Regions from separate parts of the Mus musculus genome. Here region 1 is linked to region 2. A link is a contact called in public promoter capture Hi-C data. All regions are on one chromosome and are shown on one strand. Each heading gives the region's core, a stretch centred on a gene start, on an enhancer-like site or on the middle of the called end of the contact. The rest is flanking DNA. Distances are from core to core; before and after follow the strand shown.

Evidence for each region. Capture Hi-C pulls out chosen DNA fragments and counts their contacts.
Region 1: a contact with region 2 is called in a promoter capture Hi-C map of liver. The contact joins two enhancer-like sites. A contact is called at or near these places in 6 of 39 promoter capture datasets (the 3T3-L1 cell line, the C10 cell line, cranial neural crest and 3 more), 8 of 115 datasets of contacts at active chromatin or transcription factors (the 230-238 cell line, bone marrow-derived macrophages, effector CD8 T cells and 4 more) and 3 of 9 other capture datasets (adipose tissue, liver and pancreatic islet).

What each region holds. Positions count from the first base shown.
Region 1 is chr7:45,263,177-45,270,158 of GRCm38.p6, forward strand. Slc6a16 (solute carrier family 6, member 16) reads left to right here. Exons shown (of 13, transcript NM_001324535.1): 9 at 4,839-5,022; 10 at 5,272-5,473; 11 at 5,597-5,756. Among named protein-coding and RNA genes, the nearest start is that of Gm23585, 12 kb to the left of the region's middle. Within about 2 kb of position 2,200, at least 3 of the 459 cell types and tissues checked have an H3K27ac peak or open chromatin away from gene starts, as enhancers often do. A contact at or near this core is called in liver, where this site is marked.
Region 2 is chr7:45,144,558-45,152,462 of GRCm38.p6, forward strand. Aldh16a1 (aldehyde dehydrogenase 16 family, member A1) reads right to left here. Exons shown (of 17, transcript NM_145954.2): 2 at 5,107-5,209; 3 at 4,057-4,183; 4 at 3,327-3,505; 5 at 3,168-3,245; 6 at 2,842-3,023; 7 at 2,605-2,757; 8 at 2,066-2,251; 9 at 1,637-1,732; 10 at 1,346-1,482; 11 at 1,128-1,233; 12 at 919-1,049; 13 at 310-477; 14 at 1-157. It also overlaps a transcript of Pih1d1 not described here. Among named protein-coding and RNA genes, the nearest start is that of Pih1d1, 5.8 kb to the right of the region's middle. Within about 2 kb of position 2,949, at least 5 of the 459 cell types and tissues checked have an H3K27ac peak or open chromatin away from gene starts, as enhancers often do. A contact at or near this core is called in liver, where this site is marked.

The sequences.
Region 1 (6,982 bases), core at 950-3,449, 120 kb after region 2:
CTAAATTTAACTTTGAGCTGTTTAGGGAATATAAGTTTTGATTTGCCTCAGGGCACTCTTCTCTTTGTAGCCCCAGCTAGCTTGGCTCCCATCTGTCTTCCCGTCTAAGCCTGCCATCTGCTAGGTGTTCAGGTGTGTGCCATCATACGCAGCAGTGTCAGGAATGTTTAGTGCAGTCACTGGGGATCTAGTCACACAAACACATCAGCGATAGCCACCCAGGGCAGGGCAGACTAAGCCTTAGAAGGTGTTGCTGGGCAGGGTCTGCTCAGTGTTCGAGTGCTCCAGGGGTTTGATCAAAATTACCCTCCCAGCAGGAAGTATAAGGTTTCCACCTCTTTGTTTTGCACAGCACTTTACAAGCCGTGGCTGGACCTCTTCATTTTGCAAGTCTGAGAAGCATACAATAGAATATTTGTGTTATGGGTTTAGCTCTTTGATTATCGTTGTAGTGTGTGCTTGGTGTGGGGGCCGGGATGTCATGGCTGAGGATGGAGCACAGAGGACAACTTTGTGGTGTCAGTTCTCCCCTGTCACCTTCAGGGCTCCAGGGAACATCGCAAGGCTTGTGTGGCAAGTCCTTTACCCACTGAGCTGGCTAGTGATGCAGACAGGATCTCTCTATGTAGCCCTGGCTGTCCTGGAAATCGTTTTGTAGACCAGGCTGGCCTTGAACTCAGAGATCTGCCTGCCTCTACCTCCCGAGTGCTGGGGTCAAAGATGTGTGCCACCACTGCAGGGCGTGCGTGCGTGTGTGTGTGTGTGTGTGTGTGTGTGTGTGTGTGTGTTTACCCCCCCCCCTTTATGAGATATTACATACATATAAAAGACACATAAAGCCAAATGTTCAGTGTAAAGCTCTGTGATGGTAAACAGCGCCCACATGAAGAACTATCCCCCCCAGAAGATGTTCTTTCTTCCTGAGAGTGTGCATGCCAGCAGAGGCCAGAAGAGAGTGCCAACTGGCTCCACATCACTCTACATTATTGCCCTGGGACAGGCTCTCTCTTCAAACTAGAAGCTCTCCATTTTGGTGAGACTGGCTGTCTAGCAAGTTCTAGGGACCTAGCTGTCTGCCCCCTGGGGCTGGGATTACAGGCCTGTGTGGCTAAGCAGTATTCCTGGGTGCTGGGGGTTGGGACTTGAGGTCCTCCTGCCTACAGAGCAGGTGCTCCCACCTGTAGGCCATCTCTCCAGCCACTCTGCATCTTCTCATTGCAATGTTTGTACTGGGCTTTCTGCCCTCTGGTCCACTTTAGCCACAGTTGGTTTTTAATGTGTATGGTTTTGCCTGCATGGATGTCTATGTGCCACTTCTGTTCCTGATACCTTTGGAGGCCAGGAGAGGGCAACAGAACCCCTGGAACCATCTCTCCAGCCGCTGTGGTCTTTATCTTTCCATCACCTTTGGACTAGTTTTCTCCTTTGTTGGCTAACCTTGTTAATTGGTTGTTTCATTGAACTTTGCTCTTGTTTTTAATATTCTCTTCCATGGGGGGGGGTGCTGGGGGGGGGCGGGGAGTGCTAGAGAGGTTACCCAGCAGCTGAGAGCACGGGTGCTGCTGCTTGTGCAGAAGACCCAAGGTGGGCTCCCAACCCTTGCATCTGGCCTCTCACAGGTACCTATCACTCCAGCTCTAGGAGGTCTGACACGCTCTGGAGTCTCTGGACACCTGCACTCATATACACTCATGTCCCTCACACGTGATTTAAAAATAATAAAAATAAATGTCGTTTTTTGAATCAAGTGGTTCTACTTGGCCTAAGACTTGCTATGTAGACCTGGCTTGCCTTAAACTTTCAAAAAATCTCCTGCCTCTGCCTCTGGCCACCCACACTGCAGTGGTTGGAGCTAGCCCAGGGCCTTGTGTGTGAAATGCAAGTACTTTATTTACACTGAGGTGCATTCTGGCCCCTTTAACTTTAAGACTATATTGATTTTTAGTGTTTAAGCTGCTTTTATTTTATTGTATGCGCATGAGTGTTTTGCCTGCATGTAGAACTCTGCATGCCTGGTGCCCCTAGGGGCCAGAGAGGGTGTCAGAGTCTGGAACTGAAGCATAGGGAGTTGAGAGCTGCCAGGTGGGTCCTGGGACCTGAAGTTGGGTCTTCTGGAAGAGCACCCAGTGATCTTAACTACTGAGCCATGTCTCTAGTCCTCTTTTGAAATATTGATTGATTTGTTGGTTGGTTGGTTTTTCTAAGATAGAGTCTCGCCATGTAGCCCTGGTTGTCCTGGGATTTACTGTGTAGGCAGGAACTCACTATGTAGACCAGGCTGTGCTCAGACTCATAGAGTTCCACCTGCCTCTGCCTGCTAAGTGCTGAAATTAAAGGAGCCTATCACCACCACCTCTCTCTCTCTTTCCCTCTCCCTCCCCCTTCTTCCCTCCTTTCCCCCCTCCCTCCTTTCTTCTCTCTCTCTTCCCCCCATCTCTCTCTCTCTTCCAGTCAAGGTTTTTCTGTGTTGCCCTGGCTACCTGGAACCTGCTCTGTCATCCAGGATGGCCTTGAACTCTGAAATCCACCTGCTTCTGCCTCCTGAATGGGGATTAAATGTGTGCACCCCACCCCCACCCCGGGCTTCTTTACTTATGTTAAGTTGAGAATACCCTTTGTGAGTAAACTGTGTTTGCATCATTTTACTCTCTCCCCTGCTTCTCTCTCTATGTCCCTCAAGACAAACATCAGACACTGGTTCTACAGCCATTGGCTACCTGTAGCTCTTCATCTAGGGGTGTGCCTGTGACCTTCCCTCCATTCCTGCTGACATATCTACTGGTGCAGTCTTTGTAAGTCTTGTGCAGGCAGCCATATAGTTGAGAATTCATGGGAGTAACATCTCTATCCTGTCAAGAAGACACTGTCACACAGAAGTCATCCTGGTCTGCTAGGCTCTCAAAATCTTCCCACCCTACTGTTTCCTAAGCCTTAAGAATAGTTGCGTCTCACCAAGTTTCCTTGGCCTTGAAGTTGTGATCTTTCTGACTCGGACTCCTCAAGACCCGAGATGATAGGCCTATAGCAGTAGACTTAGCTTAGCTATGAAGATCTTTAACAGGATTGAGGTGAGTTCTTCTGGACAGGAGATTTGGGAAGAGACTTTTTGGAACTAAAGTCTTGGTCTTGGGGATTATCAGAGTCAAAACTTGGGCTTCAAGTTATAGCTGAGGCTACCTTGTGTATACAGCCCATTAAAAACTTCAAATTTCCTCTTGTTTTGTTCGTTTGTTAAGCACCCGCGTGCCCATTCCCTGCTTCTCAGAAGAACTGGCAGCAAGCTTCTGCTTCACTGTGCTGCTGAAGGGGACTTCTCACTTCACTGCTGAATTTAAGATGGGAATCCCTGCCAGGCATGGCAACACCCTTTTAATCCCAGCAGAGACAGGGCTAGGGGCAGGGGCAGGGGTAGGGACAGGAGCAGAGGGGCAGAGGGGCAGAGGGGCAGAGAGGCAGAGACAGGTCTCTGTGAGTTTGAGGCCAGTCTGGTCTACATAGTGAGCTCTAGGACAACCAGGAAGAGACACCCTATCTTAAAAAACAAAAAACAAAACAAAAACCCCCGAACCAAAAAACAAAACAAAACAAAAAAAAACCCAAAAAACAAAAGGAGAGTGATTTTGGCTTCTAAACCACCATTTATTATATTTCTTAATTAACTAATGTTTTCACATTCATTTATTTACGTGTAAGTGGATGGAGAAGCCAGAAAATGGCTTCTGATGCCCAGGAGCGGGAGCCACAGGCAGTTGTGAGCCTGCTCACATGGGTGCTGGGAGTCAAACTTGTGGCCTCTGGAAGAGCAGCACATGTTTGTGTTGGCTGCGGAACAATTGCTCCAGCCCCTTGTTAACAGTTTTATTCTTTTTTAAACATTTTTTAAAAGAATTATTTATTTATTTTATGCATATGAGTATACCGTTGCTGTCTTTTTTTTTTAAAGATTTATTTATTTATTGTATGTAAGTACACTGTAGCTGTCTCCAGATACCCCATAAAAGGGCATCAGATCTCATTTCAGATGGTTGTGATCCACCATGTGGTTGCTGGGATTTGAACTCAGGACCTTCAAAGGAGCAGTCAGTGTTCTTACCTACTGAGCCATCTCTCCAGCCCCTGTTGCTGTCTTTTGTTGTTGTTGTTGTTGTTGTTGTTGTTTGCTGCTGCTGTCTTTAGACACACCAGAAGCGGTCATTGGATCCCATTACAGATGGTTGTGAGGCACCATGTGGTTGCTGGGAATTGAACTCAGGACCTCTGAAAGAGCGGTCAGTGCTCTTAAACTGCTGAACCATCTCTCCAGCCCAACCGTTTTATTTTCATAAGAAGATTAAAAATATCTTTCGGTTTAACTTATTCACAACGAGAATATTAGTCCAAATGTGTACGTGGCTTGTCCTCAAAACAGAGTCCTGTTTTACATTGTAGGATATTGTCAGTCTATCGTTGAGCTCACAAGGCTTGCAAAGCTCTCAGCAAGGCTCTGCTCAGGACTGAGGTTAACAGTTCTTTTCACATGGCACAACTTGGGAGTGTCACACACCTCAAAGTCCTGGGAAGCTGTTCCAGCTCTCTGTAGTGTGGGGCTTCAAAGGTCAGCTTTCCCCTCATGAAAACCAAGACCCCAGAGTCCCCAGGAAGCCCGTAGAGAGTCCCTACCCCAGGTCCCCATCGGCACACATTCTTGACGGTACTGAGAATGGGCGTGCTTGAGGGTCCACTGCGGGCTTCCCTTTGCCCAGGTCACTAATGCTGGGCTCCAGATGGCTCTCATGGATAAGATGAACAAGGGAAGGCCAGTGCCCAAACCTGACCATTCTGCCTCGCCTCATCCTCAGGAACCAAGAGACGCTTCTAAGGCTGGTAGCCCAGGGGATCCTGCCGCCTGACGCACAGCCCCCGGACCTGAGCGGCAACCCGACCTCCAACTACAATTCCTGGCTCAGCAGCCTTCCCCCACCCTTGAGGAGCGCCGTTCTCAGCGTGGTGCCTGAATGCAGCGTCCAGAAGCAGTTTCTGAAGGTGAGTGGGGGATGGCCCAGGGCAAAGGCGATACTGGAGAGCTTGCTCTGCACCCACAGAGAGCTCAGCTTTCCTTCATTCCAGAAAGAAATGTGATGCATAGCCCTGGTCACTCAGGAAGTGCCACTCACAGAACACCTTCTGTGGCCTGCAGGGGGTCCTGCCAGGTCTGCTCTCCTCTTGGACTGCAGGGGCTTCAGGGGGTTTCTAGGACAGTAGAGAGAGCGCTTTACTCTTGTGTGCACGCAGATTAAGGACAACCCTCGCTTCCTGTTCCTGATCTTCACTGAGGTCATCTCACTGTTACCTGGGTCTGGCTTCTGGATTGTCCTCTTCTTCCTGTTGCTGCTGACTCTGGGGTTGTGTTCCAATCTCATGTTCATGCTGGGCAACGTTTTGACACTCCAGGACACCTTCCCCTTCTGCAGGAGACAGCCGAGGTTGCTCATAGGTATTTCCACCTCCGGCCCAGCTCCCCCACAGCATTGCCACCAGCCCTGACCTGTGATCTCCCCTTAGCCCCATCACCTGCCAGACCTCTAGGATCCTGACACAGACCCGATGCTTCCTCCAGTGTGCGTTTCCATGGCGATGTTCCTGTGCGGCCTCATCTTCATCCAACCTTCAGGCATCTACTACTTTTCACTGCTGAGTGAATGCTGGGTAGCAGTGCCCGTCATCATCATCATCATATGCGAAAACCTTGCTGTCGCCTGGGCCTACGGGGCCGACAGGTGAAGGGCCAGGCCAGGTCCCTAGAGCATGGATCTGTGGGGAGGGTTGATGGTTTTCCTGTTGTTTCTAATCGCAAACTAGAATGGCAGTGAGGGCCCTTAACTACACGGGCTCTGAGAAATGTTTATTTGTTGGACTTTGGGGTGTCTCATACACTTTATGACCTGCTAGTGACCGGGGACACTGCGTAAACCAAAGGTAGCACCCTGTGTACAGGAGCCCACATGCTAGTGGTATAGACAGATAGCATTAACACCGACAGACACGGAAACCATAAATGACAAGTGAGGAGAGGCAGAGGCTCAGCTGCTAAGGTCCTTGCTGTAGAAGCATGCAGGTCTGAGCTCTCCCCTCGGAATGCACATAGATGGCCATGACGACACTGTTTCTGCAACCAGGACGCCTTCCCCTTCTGCAGGAGACAGCCGAGGATACTCCCCTGCTCCCCGACTGCCTCAACACCAGTCCTGGCCTATGATCTCCCCTTAGCCCCTTCATCTGCCTGACACATGCATGCATGCGTGTGAGCTTATGAGTGGGTGTTTCTGCTTCTGTGTACACCCGAGGCGATGGAAGGTGCAAACAAGAGGATCCCAGGGCCCTGATAGCCAGGGAGTACAGCTCGGAGTTCAGTGAGAGACCTCGTCTCAGGAAAGTCAGGAAGCCGCCTGGCACCCAGCTCCAGCTTCCACATCAGTGCACAGGTGCATCCAGCACAAGGCACGAAGAGATCAAAGGCTCCGTTGGTTCAGTGTAGGTGTGTGTGGTCCGACTCCTTCAGGGAGGAGCCATGCTTCATGTGTCAGTGCTGTGCCTGTGTGTGTGTGTGTGTGTGTGCGTGTGTGTGCGTGTGTGTGTGTGTGTGTGTGCCTGTGTGTGTGTGTGTGTGTGTGCCTGTGTGTGTGTGTGCCTGTGTGTGTGTGTGTGTGTGCCTGTGTGCCTGTGTGTGTGTGTGTGTGTGTGTGTGTGTGTGAGCAGATCTGTAAGCTTGCCTGCACCGGAGACCCCGAGGAAACATCCTGCTGGAAGCTGTCGCGGAACAAGGAATCCTGAGAAGCTGGAATAGGATTAGGAGTTTTGAGGACAGAAGGTGGGGCCTTGTAAACCATGATATGACCTAGCTTTGTGTGTAGCGTGTACCAAAAAATCCACTGGGTGGTTTGTAATAAGGAGTACCACTGTCAGATTTAAATTTTCTCCTTCTTTCTTCTTCTTCTTCCTCCTC
Region 2 (7,905 bases), core at 1,699-4,198:
GAGTCGCCTCACACTCAGTTCTACTTCAATCTTGGCAACTGTAGGCGCTGCTCCGTGCCTTTCTAGTTGTGAGGTCAGCACTGGCTTCCTGCGCTCCAGAGCAGCCGCCAGGGCCCACAGCAGGCCTGCTCGGGCTCTTGGGGACTGGGCTCCCCAGCTGTGGGCAAACAATGCAAGTTAGGGTATAGCCTGGCCTTAGCTAGTCCCAGATGGCCATCTCTATCATCCACAGCCTCCACCCAGGGCTCCAGTCCCAAGTGTACTTCTATCCGAGCCACCCTCACCTCTGGGCTTCCATTTGACGCTTACCCAGGGGCAGCCTGATGAGCAGCCTCTACAGCACCTCGGATATCCTTGGCTCCACCCTCAGCTACATAGCTGGAGACTTTGCCTGAAGAATCTTGGATGGGCCTGGAGCTCTGGGTCCCAGGAGACTGGAAACGGCCTCCGACAAACAGCCCATAGGGAGGGGCTGGGCTGCAGAGTGGGGTGGGAGGAGGCTGCGTCCACATGGGCCACTGACAGGTCTACCACACTGGCTGGACCTCTCAGTTCCCAGGAACCTTCTGGACTCAAATTTCTATTCTTGTGAGCTTCTAGAGGATTCAAACACCTGCTCCCATGAGTCTCTGGAGGATTCTGAACTCCTACCCCATGAGTTTCTGGGGTCATCCAAAACTCTTACTGTAATGCACCTCTTGGACACTCTAAATTCTACTCCTTTGAGCATCTGGATTCTCCCTGAAGTCTTTGCTTCTGCGGAACTCAAACCATTAAGGAGAACTGAGATTCTTTTTACTCTTGGAGTTAGTACCCAGAAAGGTACACTAAGAACTGGAGACCCCAAGACAGGCTCTAAGCACCCTCCTTCCAGCCCCACACTCTCATCTTTAGGTTACCAGGCCTGCAACAGCTCACCTAGGCCCTGTTTCTGGCCCTGACGGCAGAATGGAGGACGCAGCAAGGCCAAATGTGTCGTAGTTGATATTCTCACAAAGGAAGGACTCCTGGGAAGGTGTCCCCAAGGGCTGCAGGTACTCATACAGGCCCTGTGAGAGGTGCGTGGTCAGCAGGAGGCCAGATGGTCTCAAGGTGACTCAGAGGTACAGAGGTGGATGGGCACTCACATCTGGGCCTCCGTGCCAGGAAGACCCACTCTCCTTGCAGCCCCCTGTCGGCACCGCAGGGTCTCGGAGGCCATGAGCATTGATCCACACTGTGCCCACCTGGAGCCTATGAGGCAGGGAAAGACACCAGGGGAGGGGGAGATGGGATGCTGGGTGAAGTGGGAGGGAGACACCTGAGGGAGACGGGGCAGAGGCAGGGGGAGTAAGTACCAACTGACCCATAGCCCAGCTCCAGGGCTTGCCCTAGCCTTTCACTCCACACGCTGGCGCTGCCTCCCCGGGGTGTTCCATTGGCCAGGGCTAGTGCCTCCTTGACTGTGCGGAAAGGAGAAGCCATAACCACAGGCCACGGTACCTAAAAGGGGTGACAAGCGTTAGTCGGAGAGCAAACTCTCCTGTCAATACTTTACTCATTTGTCCCCAGCTCCGGGTAAGGTTCAGGGCTGTTGCCCACAAGTCGTGGAGGATGGAAGGGCAGGGCAGGAAGGCTGCAGCCTCAGGGGCCTCACCTCGGCCTGGGCACATGGGGCTGCTGGAGGCAGACCAGAAACCAAGGCTGGAGAGAAGAATGGGCTACTGGAGGGCACATCACCAGCTTGGAATACCTGGGAGGAGGAGAAATAGATATAGATGGCTGTCCTCTCTAGACCCAGAGATACAGTTCAGCCTCCTTCATGAATATCCAGGCTTCAGCTCCTTCCTAGATCTAGGTATTGAGGTTCTAGCTCCAGGCTCCTCCCTCAACCTGGGCATCCAGACTCAGAGCCCTCCTCCCTTAGACACTTAAGTCCAGACTCCAACTTCCTCCCCCAAACTCGGGAGTTTAGGTTTTAGCCCTTGTCTCAGACCCAGGCGTCTAGGGTCTGGGACCTTCTTACTCTGACATGGGAGTTGGCTATAGTCAAGATCTAAGACTCTATTGTGCAGATGGGGCTCACCTGTCCCCCTTGGCTTTGGGCCTCATCCACAAAGCTCTGGGCCAGGTCTCGGGCAGCAGCTCCTCGAGCCCCCATGTCCACAGCCCCATCCAGTCCTCTCCCACTCCGTATCTGTGCCATTCTGGCCTGGAGTCGCCTCATAGCTTCATCCCATACAGATTCCTGGATGAGGAGCCTGAGCCCCCCCTGTTGGAAAAAAAGGCATGAAACGTGGCAAAATCAGGAGCAATGTAGGGAGAACAGGCTCCCACAGAACAGAGGGGTGGGCCTCAGGGATAGAGGAGCACCAGCAGGCAAGAGGTGCACTGCACAAAATTGGGTGACTTGCCCAGAATGGTGGCATATACCTGCAACCCCCGGAGGATTAGGAGTTCAAGGCTAGCCTGGGCTACACAGTGAGTTGGAAGCCAGGTTGGTCTACATAAGACCCTGTCTCAAATAATGAAAAGGCCCAAACAACAGAAAGTAAAAACAAGCTGGGTATTTGGAGAGATATGGCGGACCCCTGAACTTTGGGGACCCGAGCACACAGATCTCACCAGGCTGCGGTCTGACCAGACGGCATCCACGACACCCTCCACAGCTGAGTCCACATCTGCGGAGTCCATCAATAGCAACAGTGACTCTGTGCCCAGGGCCAGGCCCAGCTCAGCTCCCCTGCCTGCTAGAGTCCGTCGCAGAACACGTCCTTCCTGAGGGAACCCCATGGGTTTCAGGTATGGCAGGAGCCTCTTGGCTCTTAGCCGTGCCCATCCCACTCCCAGCCTTGAAAATACCTCCACGGCTCCGCAGAAAGCCACCTTCTGGACTCCAGGTTGGGAGGCCAGGACAGGCCCCAGCGAGGCAGGGCCACATACCACATTGAGGATCCCTGGGAAAGAGCCAAGCTCTCCTGCCAGCTGAGCCAGGAGGAGAGGTGTCGGGAAGGCTGGGGGCACGAGGGCCACCACGGTGCAGCCTGGGGAAAGGGAACAACCGAGTCCAGACCCCTACCCTCCTGCACACCCAGGGGTCCAGGTGCCAGCCCTCTTCCTTGGACCCCAACCATCTTTTCTGAGAAAAGACGGGGGTCTGTGGGGGGGGCACCAGAGACTTTACCTACCCATAGCCAAGGCAGGGCAGACCCTCCACATCATGTCCAAGAAAGAGAAAGGAGTCGGCAGGATGAGGCCAATGACTCCTGCAAAGAGTCCATAATGAGCGCATGGACGGGTTGGTTTTCTGGGTCAGGAGGGCTCTTGGAGGGCCTACAGGTTCTCACCCACGGGCTGCCAGTCTGCCAGTGCGTCACCCTGGGCATGTGCCTGGACTGCATGGTACTGGAGCAGTTGCTGGGCCAGTGGCACATCTCCATCTCGAACCTCTCGAACAGCCCGTCCAGTGACCAGGGATTCCAGGGTCCACAGCAGTCGCTGGTGCTTCTGAACGACCTTGGCCAGCCTTCAGAGAACACAGAGTTGTCGTGCTCAGAGCAGCCTGGACTATGACCCCACAAGAATCTAGGGGCAGAGCCATAATTTATCGGGGACAGCGGGTACCAAAGCTGTGTAGAAGTGTAGTCTACAAGAGAGTGTCAGACTCTGTGTGGTGCTGTGCGATGCTCCTGGTCACTGATTACCAGGGGTCCTGGTCACTGATTACCAGGGGTCCCAAAGATAACTGGGAACGTGAATCTCAGCCTCTGATTCAATTGCATTATGGGAAATGGGATGTTTATAGCTGCCCCCACGGTGTAATGGGAAGCAGGGAGCTCTGATTCTAATGAAGTGCTGAGAAACAGGGCTCTCGTGATATTCGGATACTACTGGACCCAGTGAACTGTGAGCAACAATGGCTGTTCTGGCCACTGAAGTGCCACATGCACTCGGGAAACATGAACCATTAATTCAAAAGGATCTGAGGACATGGAGTCACTGTTTCCACAGTCTCCTGTGAATCCTGAGGGACACAGGCAATCTCTTCCTAGGTGGGCCTTGCCTGGGCTTCCTCACCGGGTTAGGTGTTGTCCCCGAGCAGCTCCAGGGAGTTGGCTCCAGGCCTTGAATGCTATCTTTGCAGCCTCCACAGCTGCAGCGATGTCCTCAGCCTCTGCTTGCAAGCAGCTGGCCAGGTTTTCTCCTGCAGAGACAAGTAGGGGCCCAGATGGAGGAAGCCTGTGTCAGAAGTTCCCTGTGAGTCTCAGGCCTTCCTCTAGTTACCAGTCACTGCTCTGACCAAGCCCAGCAGGCAGGACCTGGCTATCTTTTCCTTCTTTCCTTTCTTACTCCGTTTTGTTTGTTTGTTTTGTTGATACAGGATTGGCTGGCTGTCCTGGAACTCACTCTGTAGACCAGGCTGGGCTCAAACTCAGAGAACTATCTGTCTCTGTTTCCTAAGTGCTAAGATTAAAGGGATGCACACCAATGCCTGGCTGTGCTTTTAAACTTTTATTTATTTGGAATAGTAATGAGTGTTTTGCCTGCATGTATGTATACACATAATATGCATGCAGTGCCCATAGGAGTCAGAAGATGTCAGATTGTCTGCACCTGAACTTACAGGTGGTTTTAAGCAGCCTGATCCTGACATGGGTGCTAGGAACTAAATGAACCTAGGTCTTCTGAAAGGACAGCACACACTTCTAACCACTGAGATGTCTCTTCAGCCCCTTTCTTCTTCTTTTTTAAAAAGTTTCTCACTATGAAGCCAAGGCTGGCCTGGAATCCACTCTGTACTTCGGGCTGGCTGCAAACTCAGGACCCTTCTGCTTCAGCCTCTGAATTGCTGGGATTAGAGGTGTGGGCCATTATCCGAGGCTTGAGGAAGGGAATTGAGTACAGAAGGGCTTCAAAAGCCTTTTGGGGGCACTAGGAACTATAATTACTGAGACTGTCTTCAGGAGAAATGGGAGCTCCCATCCCCACCACCATTAGTGGTTGTCCCTGCACTAAGGGGCTCGAGCCCAGATAGCATGGACCGCATGGCTGTCACTCATGCTATCTGGGCTCAAAGACCACCCAGGAGGTCTTTGTTCCTCCTGAATGACTGGACTCTTCAAAAACCTGTGATGGGATCCTGGCAAGGCGCTGGATTCCTGTGTTCTGGCTTCAGCCACATCCCATTGACATGGTGGCCCAAGAGGCGGTTGTGGGTGTCCAGCCAGGCCTGGAGGAAGAAAGAGTTTGGAGAAGAGCCTGAGGCAGCTGGGACAGCTCAGCCCCTTGTCTCGCTGAGGGGATGTTTGTACCCTTTGCCGTCAGTTCATCCTTCTCCTGTCTGCCTTTTGTTTTTGTTTTGGGCTGGGGTTTGAACTCAGTGCTCTATACTATCAAATTATACTTCCAGCCCCTGTTTTGTCTTTTGTTTGTTTGTTTTACTATGGCTAAAACATTATTTGAAACTCTTTACGTTAGCTAGTACTGCTGCTGCAGCCTATATATATATAGTATAGTCTATATACAGCCCCAGTACTCAGGCCAGCCTGGGCTACAACGGCAAGATCTTGGACTCTATTTTTAGTCTGTAATGTAATAATAGCCCAGGCTGGTTAAACTTACTGAAGTGTCAGGAATGAACCCCAGATCTCCTGCATCCATCCACTGTGTACACCAGTGTACCTGGCTTAAATGTGAAACCACACACACACACTCTCTCTCTCTCTCTCTCTCTCTCTCTCTGGCTGTCCTGGAACTAGCTCTATAGACCAGGCTGGCCTTCATCTTCTGCCTGGGATTAAAGGAGTGTGCTCCTACTGCCAGGCTTAAGCAGGGTTTAAGCCTCTTCCTCTGGTAAAACATCCCCCCCACCCCCACCCCCAGAAGGGAAGGAATCAATATACATAAACAGCCAGCAGAGCCACTTCAACTCCTTCTGTGAGCTTGACCCCTGCTTCATGCTGCTTTCTCTTCCTCCTTACATTTCCTGCTGTTCTGAAATCCAACACCTACCTTCCACTTTCTGATGTTTTTCCCTTACCCTGACAACTGGGCCTTTTTCATTCTTTACTTTTTTTTTCCTTAAAGCAAAATGGGCTCAGTGCGTCCCGTGTGTCTGTAATTCGGACACTTGAGATGGAGAAGCAGGAGAGCACTATGATTTAGAGGGCAGCCTAGGCTACGTGAGACAAGGTGCATGGTGGGAAAATGGCTCAGTCAGCAAAGCACGTGCCTTGCAATGATGAGAACCTGAATTCAATCCCCAGGATCCGTGGGGAATCCCAGGAAGAGTGGATCAAGGCACACACGTCTACCATCCCAGTGTTAGGAAGGTGGAGGAGGAGGAAAGAACAGCTAGCCTTGCCTACATGGGCAATTCCAGCCTAGTGAGAGGGCAAGTCAAAAGGAGGAAGGCCAAGAGCTGACTCCAGAGCTAAGGGCTCCTGCAGGCTACATGTTTGGTTTTCAGACAGCTCACAGCCACCTGCAGCTCCAGTTCCTGGAACACACATAGCGTGTGCGCATGCATACACACAGACACAGTAGTCTTACAGAACAAGGGGTGCACGTGGGAGGCAGGTAAACTGCTTGTGAGTTCAGGTCAGACTGTCTACGTGGAACATTCCAGGCCAGCCAGGAAGGACTACATAGAGAAACCCTGTCCCAAAATGCAAACAAAACAAACAAAAAAGAACCAAATCTTTTAAAAAGAAAAGAGAAATTGTCATGCAAATGTTCCAAACTGGAACAGAGCCATCGTGAAGTGGGGCCATGTGAACATGAACCGGGAACTAAGCACTGTGACTGACAGTTAGTGCTATGGCAGTGTTGGTTGTATAACAATCCTTATCTGTTAGAAATAAGGACTCAAATATTTATGTGAAAGTAGCACAACAGCCGGCACTGTATAAACGACTCTCGAGAGAAAGGGAGAAAGCGCCGCCAACACTGGCCTGCCCTCACAGAGCTGTTGAAGCTCAGTGATGGATGCATGGGAGTTCCTAACATCAACTGCTGTGGAAAAGACGGAAAACAAACTCCCACAAGAATGTCAACGGGGTCCTGGCAGGCCACGGGCCTATTGGACACCAAGAGCTTTCCCAAAGTAGCCAAGACAATTGGTTCCAGATGAATTCTGTCAGGGAACTGGAGCCAAACGGTCGCCAAACTTTGGAATTTTATTTTCAAGAGAAATTGGTATCCAGGATGTTTAGATGGAATTAATTGTACAATAAAATGACTTTTCCAAAACAAAGCTCAAGCCAAAGAAAACAAACATGTTTTCTGGTTGAGGTGCCCATAGAGTGTAAACCTGAGACCTTTGTTGGAGTAATGGGGGCAACTGATTGGTGGGGGGCACACCAGAATCCAAGGCGTGGTGACAGGCCCAGCTCTTTCATTTTTTGAGACTGCTTAGCTGATTTGGAACTTGTAACTCTCCTGCCTTGGCCTTCCACATGCTGGGATTACTGGTTTGCCCACCATATCCAAACTCCTTTAAGCTCTGTGTACTATGGACAAAATTACTTCCCTCATTAGCCTTGTGTTCTGTCACTAAAAGAACAGAAATAATCCCCTCTCTGACGTTCTGAGGATTAAGTAAAATCGTACTTAGCAGAGGTTGGCACAGTCCATCTATCAATCCCAGCCTTCAGTCTATTATTGCTACTTAGAGGCACACTGCCTCTAACCAGCTTCCAGCTGGGGTCTCTGAATTGTCCCAAATCCTCTCACCTGGATCTATAGTTTTAGTTACTCCAACAGTCCAGTACCTTTTAACTGGCATCTCCCTGGTTGGAGTCTCCACTGCAATTGTCTGTCCAGGCAACACTAGGCTCCATCTCATTATGATGGATTCGTAGCATCCCTGTCAGCAGAGTCCAGAATCTATCCTATCCTTTTTTTGTTTGTTTGATTTTTTTGTTT